Linked DNA regions of Sus scrofa: region 2 is linked to region 1. The links are chromatin contacts, called in public Hi-C maps. All regions are on one chromosome and are shown on one strand. The core of a region is the stretch at or near the end of the contact, and the rest is flanking DNA. Distances in the headings are between cores, read along the strand shown.

What was found. A called contact is a pair of places that touch in the nucleus more often than the background predicts.
Region 2: a Hi-C map of liver shows a contact between it and region 1, with 4 times the contacts expected there. The contact joins two enhancer-like sites. A contact is called at or near these places in 6 of 47 Hi-C or Micro-C datasets (alveolar macrophages, embryonic fibroblasts, fetal heart ventricle and 2 more).

The regions. Positions count from the first base shown.
Region 1 is chr1:74,962,695-74,968,145 of Sscrofa11.1, reverse strand. It overlaps ARMC2 (armadillo repeat-containing protein 2), which reads right to left. Exons shown (of 19, transcript XM_021090841.1): 6 at 4,153-4,229; 7 at 692-745. Among named protein-coding and RNA genes, the nearest start is that of ARMC2, 42 kb to the right of the region's middle. Within about 2 kb of position 2,400, at least 31 of the 83 cell types and tissues checked have an H3K27ac peak or open chromatin away from gene starts, as enhancers often do. A contact at or near this core is called in liver, where this site is marked.
Region 2 is chr1:74,870,181-74,875,627 of Sscrofa11.1, reverse strand. No RefSeq gene overlaps it. Among named protein-coding and RNA genes, the nearest start is that of ARMC2, 51 kb to the left of the region's middle. Within about 2 kb of position 3,192, at least 10 of the 83 cell types and tissues checked have an H3K27ac peak or open chromatin away from gene starts, as enhancers often do. A contact at or near this core is called in liver, where this site is marked.

The DNA.
Region 1 (5,451 bases), core at 1,151-3,650:
TATTTTCCATATGAAGAAAGTGGGCTCAGGGGTGTTAAGTTACCTGCCCAAGGTCACAGAGTGCCCAAGGTCACAGAGCGCACTTGACCTCTCGAGGGTTATTGTGCCCTGCAACAAAATGGCAAGCTAAAAGGTAACTTTGGGGAGAACTGTCAATCATATTAGAAACTCCAGATCATGATTATATTCCATGCAGGCAAGATCTCAAGATGGAAAATGCTGACAGTCTAGCTGGAGGGGGCACTGCTGTGCTGGGTGCTCAGAAGCAGGGCTGGAGACAAAATCCTCAGCCTTCCTTCTCAGAAGGCACCCCCCCTAGAGCCTTCACCTGGCACCCAGTCAATACGGACTCAAGGAGTCCTGGTAGCAATTGCCTGGTACCCTCAGTGGGTGCCTGGACCCTAAAAATGTCCCATGGAGAGTTACAAATCATATCAGCAATCTGAAGTTTCTGCGGAAAAAGAGGGTATAGTGAAAGGGTGCAGGCTGTATATATTTAGATTGTTTTAAGAAAAGGTAAGACAAGTAGACTAGGGAGGTGTGGTAAGAGCACTGGTTCTAGAGTCGCTGGCTGGGCTGGAGTCCTAGCTCTGCCACCGAGTGGCTGCCTTTGGGCAAGTTGCTTCACTTCTTGCCTGTAAAATGGGGATAACAATGAGAACCTTCAAGTATTGCAATTATGGGTTATTACCTTCTCTTGTGTGCTCCTGTATTTTCCAAATCCTCTCATGTACTTGTATTACTCCTGAAGAGAAAAAAACACACAGCACATACTAAATCACCCAAGCACATGGCAATGGATCACCCAGAGCAGCAGGACAGTCATCCCACCCAGGGCACAGGCCATCCCCGATGCACTCCATGCTGGAAATGGCCACCCCGATGCAATGGGTCTAGGCCTGCCTTTCCTCAAACCTTCCTGATACCACCAGGGGTTGATGCACACAGGGCAGGAAGAGCCCATGGACAGCAAAAGCAGAGAGAAAGGATGTCAACAAAGCCGGAATTAAACATCGTAGGTGCTGTCGACAGGGTTCATAGCAAGGTCGCACAGAATTTGTCTAATCCATGAGCAAGAAGTCACTATGACAGAGAGTTGAATTGTCTCTAGGACAAAGTCAGTCTGTACCAGTTCACTATCCCTTAGCCAAAGCCTTTGGGAATAGATGTGGCTGGGGATTCAGAAAAACCTGAATTTTAGTCAGGCAAGCTGGTGTCCACATTGCATGTTCCATGCTACCGCCAGCAGCGTCTTCTGGGACAGCGTCCTGCAGCAAAGTGTGTGGCTAGTCGTGCTAATGCAATAAAGGCTGTAATTGGCCTCCCAGCAGTACAGGTCAGGCATCGCCATTCAGTGAGTTTGAACATTATTTCAGCTTTCAGAGCTCTGGGGCTTGCAGAACCACTGATAGAGGACTGGAGACCACCACCTCCATCTCTTTGGATCATTACTTTTATGAGCCTGCCCTAATGTTGCTAAGTTACAGGTATGGATTCTAAAGGTGAGCATGACTAGTCAAGCAGTATAAAAAAACAGAGCTGCTGTATTTCCAGGTGTGGGGCATATTCAAATTCCAGAATATGGTGAGTAAAATCGACTTACATAAAGGCCAGGGGAAAGCCAGGAGATCATAAGTCAGATGAATATTTTAATCGACACATATTTATGACACACTTAAATATGTGAGAAATATGGACTTCAAGTCCAATTGGTCCAAATCAGCAGTTTTAACCTCTATGTAACAGGCTCTTTAGTAGGCGCGCTCTATGAGAAAACATGCTTATCAAACCATTTCTCAGGACAAACGCAATGGCTATCATGTGCACCTCAGGAAGAGCTGGATTACAGGGGTGAGCCAGAAATCACAGAGCAGTTTATTTAACCTTTGGAAAGGAAAGGCTCTCGCAGGCCCTCCTGCATGTTTCTAAGACTTGTTTCTTCTCGGAACAGAAGTCAGCCAGACCCTGTGGTGCAAGAGTTTGCTTTCAACCCTCTCCCAGGAACCGCTGTGCGAGCAGTGGTGGCCGGCTCCAGCCTTTCCCCTCACGCACCTCCTTCAACGCTGCTCGCCACAAAAAAATCCCATCTTCGACAAGAACCCGGCTTCTGCCCTAGAAACTGCAGCCCAGGGTCACATGGTTACTTTTTAAGATCCGCAGAAGATAAATAAATAAAGTTTGTCTCAGTCTTGGGCAACAACCTGATATTTTAGAAAGCACTTTCATCTAGGTTCACAGGTTGCTAAATATAAAAATTATGATTCAACAGGAAATTGGGTAAGTCGAGCAGAAATTTCAGCATGTTTTTGAAGATTTTTTTGCTGTCTCAGTGGTTATAGTTCTTAACCGCAGCTTTGAGTTCTGGACACAAAAACTTGACACAATCTTCATTGGCTGCTGTTTTTAGCTTAGACATGTAAAAGGCTTAGCAACAATGCTGACGTGGAAATCAGTCTGTCTAAGATTTTCCTGAGTGCTACAGAAATTCCCACTGGGCACAAAAGTTGTTGTATTGATAAGAAATTAGTCTTGAAGAGAAGAAAATATTTTTTGAACCAAATATTTGTTTGGTTTTGTAAAATTTCATGCACCTCAAAAAGGAATATAATGTATAAGGAATATAACCAAACACCTGTGTTACCCACAGTTTTGTCAAATATTAACTGTATTTTCATTTTTCTCCTTGTTTCAAAGAAATAAACATTATACTTATTACTAATACCCTCTGTGTACCTCCCCCATTCAGCCCCCTCCCCAAGGGTTACCAACACTCAAATTGAACGGTTATTTTTTTTAATCATGCTTGACTTTACATGTTTACCACATAGATCTGAATCCAGAAACAATACACACCATTGTTTTGGGGACTTAATTTTTTCACATAATGTTATATCTGTACTCATTTCATTCAATATTATAAGTGCACTCTAGTTCGTTTTTCTAACTGCTATATTTCATTGCATGAATACATCCCAAGCCCTCCTAGCCTGTAATTTATATTGTTATATAGCAAACAGTTTAAAGCCACAAAGGGCTGACTTCATATAATTAAAACAGTTTCAACTAATTGAGCAATGATTTTGACTCAAGTTTTGAACTTAAGAACTATGTGGAGGCCAGATTTTGCAATCTTTCAAATGCCTTTACACAATAATTTCTGTGCAGGCATTAAGATTGTAATCTCTATATGTTTGAGCCACTAAAGCCGGGTAATGGTAAGAGCGCTAAGGCTGTTGTGAAAATAATGAAAAATTACAAAAAATAAATGCTGATATGTGACCGAGTTGGACAAAGCTCCTGGCACTTTCAAAGAGTGAGCCAACATCAGATCCTTTAGTGCTATGAACTGGAGTTTGGCACTTGGCATCTGCCTCTACATGGATTGAATCATGAGCTGCTGCAGCTGCATGACCCTCAACACCCCTGAAAGGAGCTCAGGATGGAGATCAGGAGTAGGACGCTCTGTGCTCTGGGAAAACTGGCAGAACAGGTCTTCCGGTAGATATTTTCAGGAGAAGCTTTTATGAGTCCAATTCTTGCATCTCCTCCTATCTAGAAAAGCACTAAAATCCTTCACGGTGACATCTGCTCCTTGTGACCAGCAGTGACCTATAAAATGTGTGCTTGGCTGCATGTACCTCCCCCTTCACCAAAAGCATATATATACTGACATTTCCCCCCACCTCTTTGGAGTGGTATTTCAGAGCTCTTTGAAATGTGGCCTCCCCGGCTATAGCCCAGGTTTTGCTCCCAATAAACTAAACTCCCAACTTTTAAGTTTTCCTTTTTTTTTTTTTTTTTTTTTTTTTTGCTATTTTAGGGCTGTACCTGCAGCATATGGAGGTTCCTGGGCTAGGGGTCAAAACAGAGCTGTAGCTCCTGGCCTACACCACAGCCACACCAGATCTAGGCTGTGTCTGTGACCTACATCGCAACTCACGGCAACTCCAGATCCTTAAGCCACTAAAGCGAGGTCAGGGATTGAACCCACATCCTCATGGATCCTAGTCAGGTTCCTTAACCACCGAGCCACAAAGGGAACTCCTAAGTTGTGCATATCTTTAAGTCAACAGTGCACATGATTTTCCTGCTCATGGGAATGCGGAAGAGGAGGTTGAGCCCTGGGGACCTCTAAGAAAATGGGGGACTCACCTGCTCTGGTGTCCAGCCTGCTCCAGCCTGAGCTGTTGGGGCATGAGGAGGCTCTCAAATGCCTCCTGCCCTGGTCCCTAGGAGGAAGAGGAGTACACACAATACTCAAAACAAAACCCAGAGCATTTCTCTTTTTGTAAGTGTCAGGAGTCACTGAAAATGAAATTTTTGAAGAACCCAGAGAATTGTTTATGAAATAAGAGTTTGGTGTGCTATATCGCATTTTAATCAACCTCTGATATCCAATGAAGAATTATCTTTTAAAAACAAGTCACAGTTGTGTTTCAGTATGAAATACAGTTACTAGAAACAACAACAAAAAATAAATCCAAAGTTTACTCTGCACAAAAAAAAAAAAAAAAAAAAAAAAAAAGAAAGAAAGATTAAGGATCTGCACCACAAGAGGTCACTGTTAGAATAAGAAAGAACTGTATACTTGCCTCACAAAAGCCTAGCATTCAGGAGATAGAAGAAACCGCTCTCACTCAGGGATACATGCTGTGGGCAGGAAAATTGTTTCCAAACCAGTCAGATGTGTCCAGGATCACATAGTGGGGGTCGGATCTGGAACCTAGGTCTCATGATGTCCAACTGCTCTTTTCAACAAATCACTATATCTCCTTTCTTCATTTCAAAATTAATTAATAGGGAGTTCCCATTGTGGCTCAGTGGAAACGAACCCAACTAATATCCACAAGGATGTGGGTTCGATCCCTGGCCTTGCTCAGTGGGTCAAGGATCTGGCATTGCTGTGAGCTGTGGTGTAGGTCGCAGATGTGGCTTGGGTCTGGCATTGCTGTGGCTGTGGTGTAGGCCAGCAGCTACAGCTCTGATTCAACCCCTAGCCTGGGAACTTCCATATGCTGTGGGAGCAACCCTAAAAAGCAAAAATAAATAAATAAAATTAATAGTCTCTAAAATATTTTTTTAAAAAATATTTTGAACGTTAAAAAATTGAAGGTAAATTTAAGCAGGCCCCAGACGACAAATATTTTGTGCTCCAAATGAAAATGTGTGGCTGGCTAACAGCAGGACTATATGCCTGAGTTTTTTGCTTGTTTGTTTTCTGTTGTTTTGAAGGTTATAGACAATGTAGAGATGGTCTATGAAGGATATAACATCTCCTTAGCTAGAGCTGATACTTAAAATACTTTTAAATATCTGTACAGAATTCTAATGTGGAAAAAAAAAAAAAGCACTGAAAGAATACTAGTGCAAGTTTTACAACACGATTTCACTTTTACCATGAAATACAATATTTGCTACAAAAAAAATCATAAAGATGCACACATATGCAGA
Region 2 (5,447 bases), core at 1,943-4,442, 93 kb after region 1:
ACAGACTATAGGAAAATACATACAACATCCGAGAAGGTCACAGAGCAAAAATCATTACGGAAAAGTGAGAAATTGAACTACAAAATTTTTTAAAATGAGCCCATGACAAATGACATCAATAACAAAGTAAAAAGACAAGCACAGACTCTGGGAAAATATTAACAATCTACCTTTCCGATCAGAGATAACTATCCAAACTATAAAATAAGTTCTTTGAAAGAAGCAAGAAAAAAAAAGGGAAACCACCAAACAGCAAAAAGACAAAGAATATGAAGGAACAATTAGCAGCACAGGACATTTTATGGTCAATAGACTCATGAAAATACTTTGACATCACTAGCAGTCAAGAAGATGCAAATTGAAAACAGAAGATATTATTGCATTCCTATTAGTGAAAAAATTTAAAACTCTGACAATAGCAACAATACCAGTTGTGAGAATGGAGAAATGAAAACTTTCATCCACTGCTAGTGGAAATATAATATGATCTAACCACTGCAGAAAGCAATCAGCCAATGCCTGGTAAAGTTAATGCATAACCTATGACCAACGATTCCATCTTTATGGGCCTAGAAGTTCTTGAGCGATACATGGGCCCAAGCAAATACAAACAAAAGAGTGTTCTTTTCAGCATTCCATGTAGTAGTTAAAAAGTGGAAACAAGCTACCTGATCTTTAGGAGTCAAATTGGCAAATAAAACGGGAATTATTTATACAATGCAACACTGCACAGCAGATAACATGAGTGAATTAGATCTGTATCATCCACATGGATAAGTCTAAAATACGTAAAGCTAAGCTAAAAAGATGCAAGGTAAATATTTATAGGTGATATCTATACAAAATGTTGAATAAATGAAACAATTGTACGTATTTTTCACCAATACACTAAAGATACCAAATTCTTCCTGGTTATGATTCACATCTATAAAGCAGAGAGGGATGTGCCTCCTAATCCAGGGGTCCTAATACTACAAAGTCTAGACAGATCCTTGCCTTTACACATCATGAAATGTAACAAGAATGACTAAGCCATTGCTGAGAATTTAGCACTATGTATGCGCTTATGTACAAAGAACACTAAAGGACATCACTTGGTTTTGGTATCAATAGCCAGTTTCTCTTTCCTAAGGAACTGATGATAATAACCCTCAACAGGTGGGGCTAAGAGAGTGGTTCTGGTCCAGATTCTTGTCTTCCTCTGCAGGTCCTGGGCTGTTCTCCCTCACCTAGCCTGGTGTGCGCTGGGAAGTCTCTTTCCTGCTTCAGATGGATTCACTCATTCCTGTGTTTCCTTAGGCACTCACCAGAAGTATAGACCTGACACCTCGGGTCACTTTCACCTGCTGACTTCTGTGGACATTCTATAGCCTACCTCTGTCTCTCTGATCCATCCCCAGGGCCTGAACTTGAGCCTACTCAGGGGTTGCTGCTCCTCCTGGTGGGCTTAGCTTTTCTTCAGGAGCTGCAATGCTGTGCATCAGGCCTTTAAATCCCCTTTGGCTTGGAGTTACAGAACTATATTCCCTCCCGAGTTATTCCATTAAATACACATGCACTTTCATATATACACAAACATGTTTCTATACACACGCATAAACTCATATACGCAAAGAAACACACACCTATACCACTCCCTTCTCTGCATCAGAGGTCAGGTTATGTTCCATCAGTCAAAATCCAACATTGTAGGAGTTCTCATCGTGGTGCAGTGGAAACGAATCTGACTAGAAACCAGGAGGTTGCGTGTTTGATCCCTGGCCTCTCTCAGTGGGTTAAGGATCCGGTGTTGCTGCAGCTGTGGCGTAGGCTGGCAGGTATAGCTCCAATTAGATCCCTAGCCTGGGAACCTCATATGCTGTGGGTACGGCCCTGAAAAGGAAAAAAAAAAAAAAAAAAAAAAAAAAATCCAACATTGTGTATGTATTGTACAACAAATCTGATTTTACAATGGCATGGGAACAATATAATCTGCTATTCATGGACCATCAAATATCAAAAGACCACTGGAACCACTATAACACAGTAGATCCCCCCTCATACAAGCTCAAATTTTGTTAATTTTTTCTTTCTCACAAGGGGTGCAGAGTTGATTCAATTATACTCTTCCATTCTAATCCCATCACCATTACCACGGGGGAGGCCCCTTCTACTTTTATTTCACTTCATCATCTCCTTTGTGCCCCATTCCACTCTCCTTTCGGCACCCTCTGTAATGTGTTTGATATTTGCCCAATGGTTCTTATCCTATGGCTTTTCTGCTGGGATGGCACATCAAGACGATGCTTGTCTCAGATTCATTGTGCCGATTCATTTTTATTAAGCAGCCATAAATTTTTAGGTGTTGTGCGGGAGTCATGTCTGCTGTGGCACCGGGCAGCCAAAGGATGTGAACAGCTATTTCATGTAGGGGTGCATCCAGACGCGTCTATTATTTTCTTTACACCCAGAACTCAGCTCGCGAGATCAGGTTCTTGAGGGGAGAGAAAAAAAGAAGTGTTCTTTAAATCAGGAAAACGCTTGTTTGTTGTGAATGAGCTGAGAGTGTTTTTGTCTGTGAGCCGAGGGTGCAGCGACTGAGTGTTCCCCGAAAACGCCTCTGTGTGGAGTTTTCCACTCTCCCGCCAAACCCCATGTGTGGGCTCCCCTGGAAGCTGGCCCATAGGTGGCAGTCTCTCGTCATCATTCCTGGACCGCGGACCTCTGGAGGGGAGGGCACACTCCCCTACCAGGCTCTTTTGCTTTTTCCTTCGGGTTTCCCACTGTTTAACGATCCCTCTGCTCACCCTGCCCTCCTCCCCACACAAAGGGTAGAGACTAGATGATAGCAGTGGAACTGATAGCAAAAGAAATTGCATCAGGAACCAGCCACAGTCAGAAGACCTGGCTGATGCCTCGTTCTTGGCAGGTGTTTTGGAGTTGCCTTGAAGCCCTTTTGCAGAACTGCTCTGTAAATGACAAGAAGGAGGGCCTTTTGCTCTAGACACAGAGTAACGCCTTCGCAAATTATCATTTCTTAAAAAGCAGTCGTGTTGATGCAACTCTTCATCCTCTCTGTCTTGCTCCACCTCTCCACCGACACACACACACCAATTTGGGCTTCATCTTTCAGAGTGGGGCACAATCAGACATTCTCCCCCAGATATGCCCCAGCCTTGGCCCAGCGCCTCCCAGAGCCTCTGTGACATAGTCACAGGCAGAGATGTGGAGTGTGCCTGCGTGAATCCTCTTCCCCTCCTGCTCAGAGAATTCTGGACGGAGAGTTAGAAGAAAACACAGAGACCGAGAAAATGCACCTTCTCATTCTCCTACCACAGCAATCACCCTGCACCCAAGAACACAGGCAGGTGGAGAACCACACCAGTCCCAGGCCCTTTGGGGGAAGCCTGCCCAAGGGGCTTCTAATCAGCCAGCACTGCCAGGTCTGGCCCCACTGTTTATGGAGCCAAAGGGAAATTTCAATCATTAGCAAGTGTCAAATCGCCTGAGGATTGTGTCTGTCTCCCTTGCCAAATGGAGTGGTTCATTAGCATTTGTAAAAACTGCCTCAACAAAAAATGTAGAACCCAGTGCTGGGGTGGGTTTTGTGAATTCCACTTGAATTAGCAAGAAGAATACCTTTTTCATCATATCAACACCTGGGTTCTGAAAAAGATGCCTGCTCAGGAAAGAGTTCTTTTTTCTTTTTCTTTTTTTTTAAATGATTTTTTTCCATTATAGTTGATTTACAGTGTGCTGTCAATTTCGACTATACAGCAAAGTGACCCAGTCATACACACATATATATCATTCTTTTTCTCACATTATTTTCCATCATGTTCCATCACAAATGACTGGATATAGTTCCCTGTGCTATACAGCAGGATCTCATTGCTTATCCACACCAAATGCAATAGTTTGCATCTATTAACCCCAGACTCCCAGTCCATTCCCCTCACTCTCCCTCCCCCTCGGCAACCACAAGTCTATTCTCCAAGTCCATGAGTTTCTTTTCTGTGGAAAGGTTCATTTGTGCCTATATTAGCTTCCAGATATAAGTGATATCATATGATATTTGTCTTTCCCTTTCTGACTTACTTCACTTAGTATGAGAGTCTCTAGTTCCATCCATGTTGCTGCAAGTGGTATTATTTTGTTCTTTTTATGGCTGAGTAGTATTCCACTGTGTATATATATAACATCTTAATCCCTTCATCCGCCAATGGACACTTAGGTTGTTTCCGTGTCTTGGCTATTGTGAATAGCGCTTCAATGAATGTACAGGTGCATGTATCTCTTTCTTTTTCTTTCTTTTTTTTTTTTTTTGTTTTACAAAAAGACTGGAAACTGCATACATTTATTCAACAAATTGAGTGCTTACTATGTATTGAGCTCTGTTCTCTTGCTGGGGATATAGCAGTGAATACATCAGTCTTTTCCTTCCTGGAGCTTTTATTTTAGTAAAGGGAAAAGGACAATACACTAACATGCAAGTACTGGGTCATATGTTATAAATAGGGAGACAAAATATGGAAGAAAAGTAGACTATGTAAGCAACAGAAATTGTTGATACTTTGTAGAGTCAATGGGGAAGGCTTCATTGGTAAGGAGACTTCAGCAGAGACTGAAAAGGGCAAAGGAGAAAACCATGTGGACACTGAAGAAAAAAGTTTTCCAAGAAGATGAAACGGTGAGTGCAAGTACTCTGAAAAAGGGAGGATGCCTGCATGTTCAAAAACAGCCAGATGGCCAGTGTGAAGCAAAGACATGAGAGAAAGCCTCACAGGAGACAAAGTCAGAGACCTAAGAAGGGGCTGACTCAGATAGGACTATATTGGCTATTGCAGGATTTGGGTTTTTACTCCAAGTAAGGTTGGAAGCCATTGGATGATTTCAAGTGGAGGAGTGCCTTGATCTGATTTTTTCTTACCACCATCAGTTTGGCTGCTACTTCAGAATAGACTTCAGGGAGAGATATTAGTTATCTATTGCTGCGTAGCAGATTGTCTTAAAATGTAGCAACTTAAAACACACATTTGTTATCACAGATTCTGTGGGTCAGGAATTCCGGCCCATCTTAGCTGGGGCCTCTGCTTCAGGGTCTCCTAATGCTTTCAGTCAAGGTGTTGTTTGGGACCTCAGTGATCTCAAGGTCAACTGAGTCAGCATCTGTCTCCAAACTCACTCAGTGGTTATGGAGAGAGTTCAGTTCCGTAAGTGAGTGAAATGAGTGCCTTGGTTACTTGCTGGCTGATGGCCAGAGGCCATCCTCAGTTCCTTGCCAGGTAGTCCTCTCCAGCAGAGCAAGCAAGCATGAATCCACATGTATCTTTTTCAGTGAAAGTTTTGTCCAGATATATGCCCAAGGGTGGGACAGTTGGGTCATAATGGTAGTCCTATATTTAGTTTTCTGAGGTACCTCCATACTGTTTTCCATAGTGGTTGTACCAATTTACATTCCCACCAGC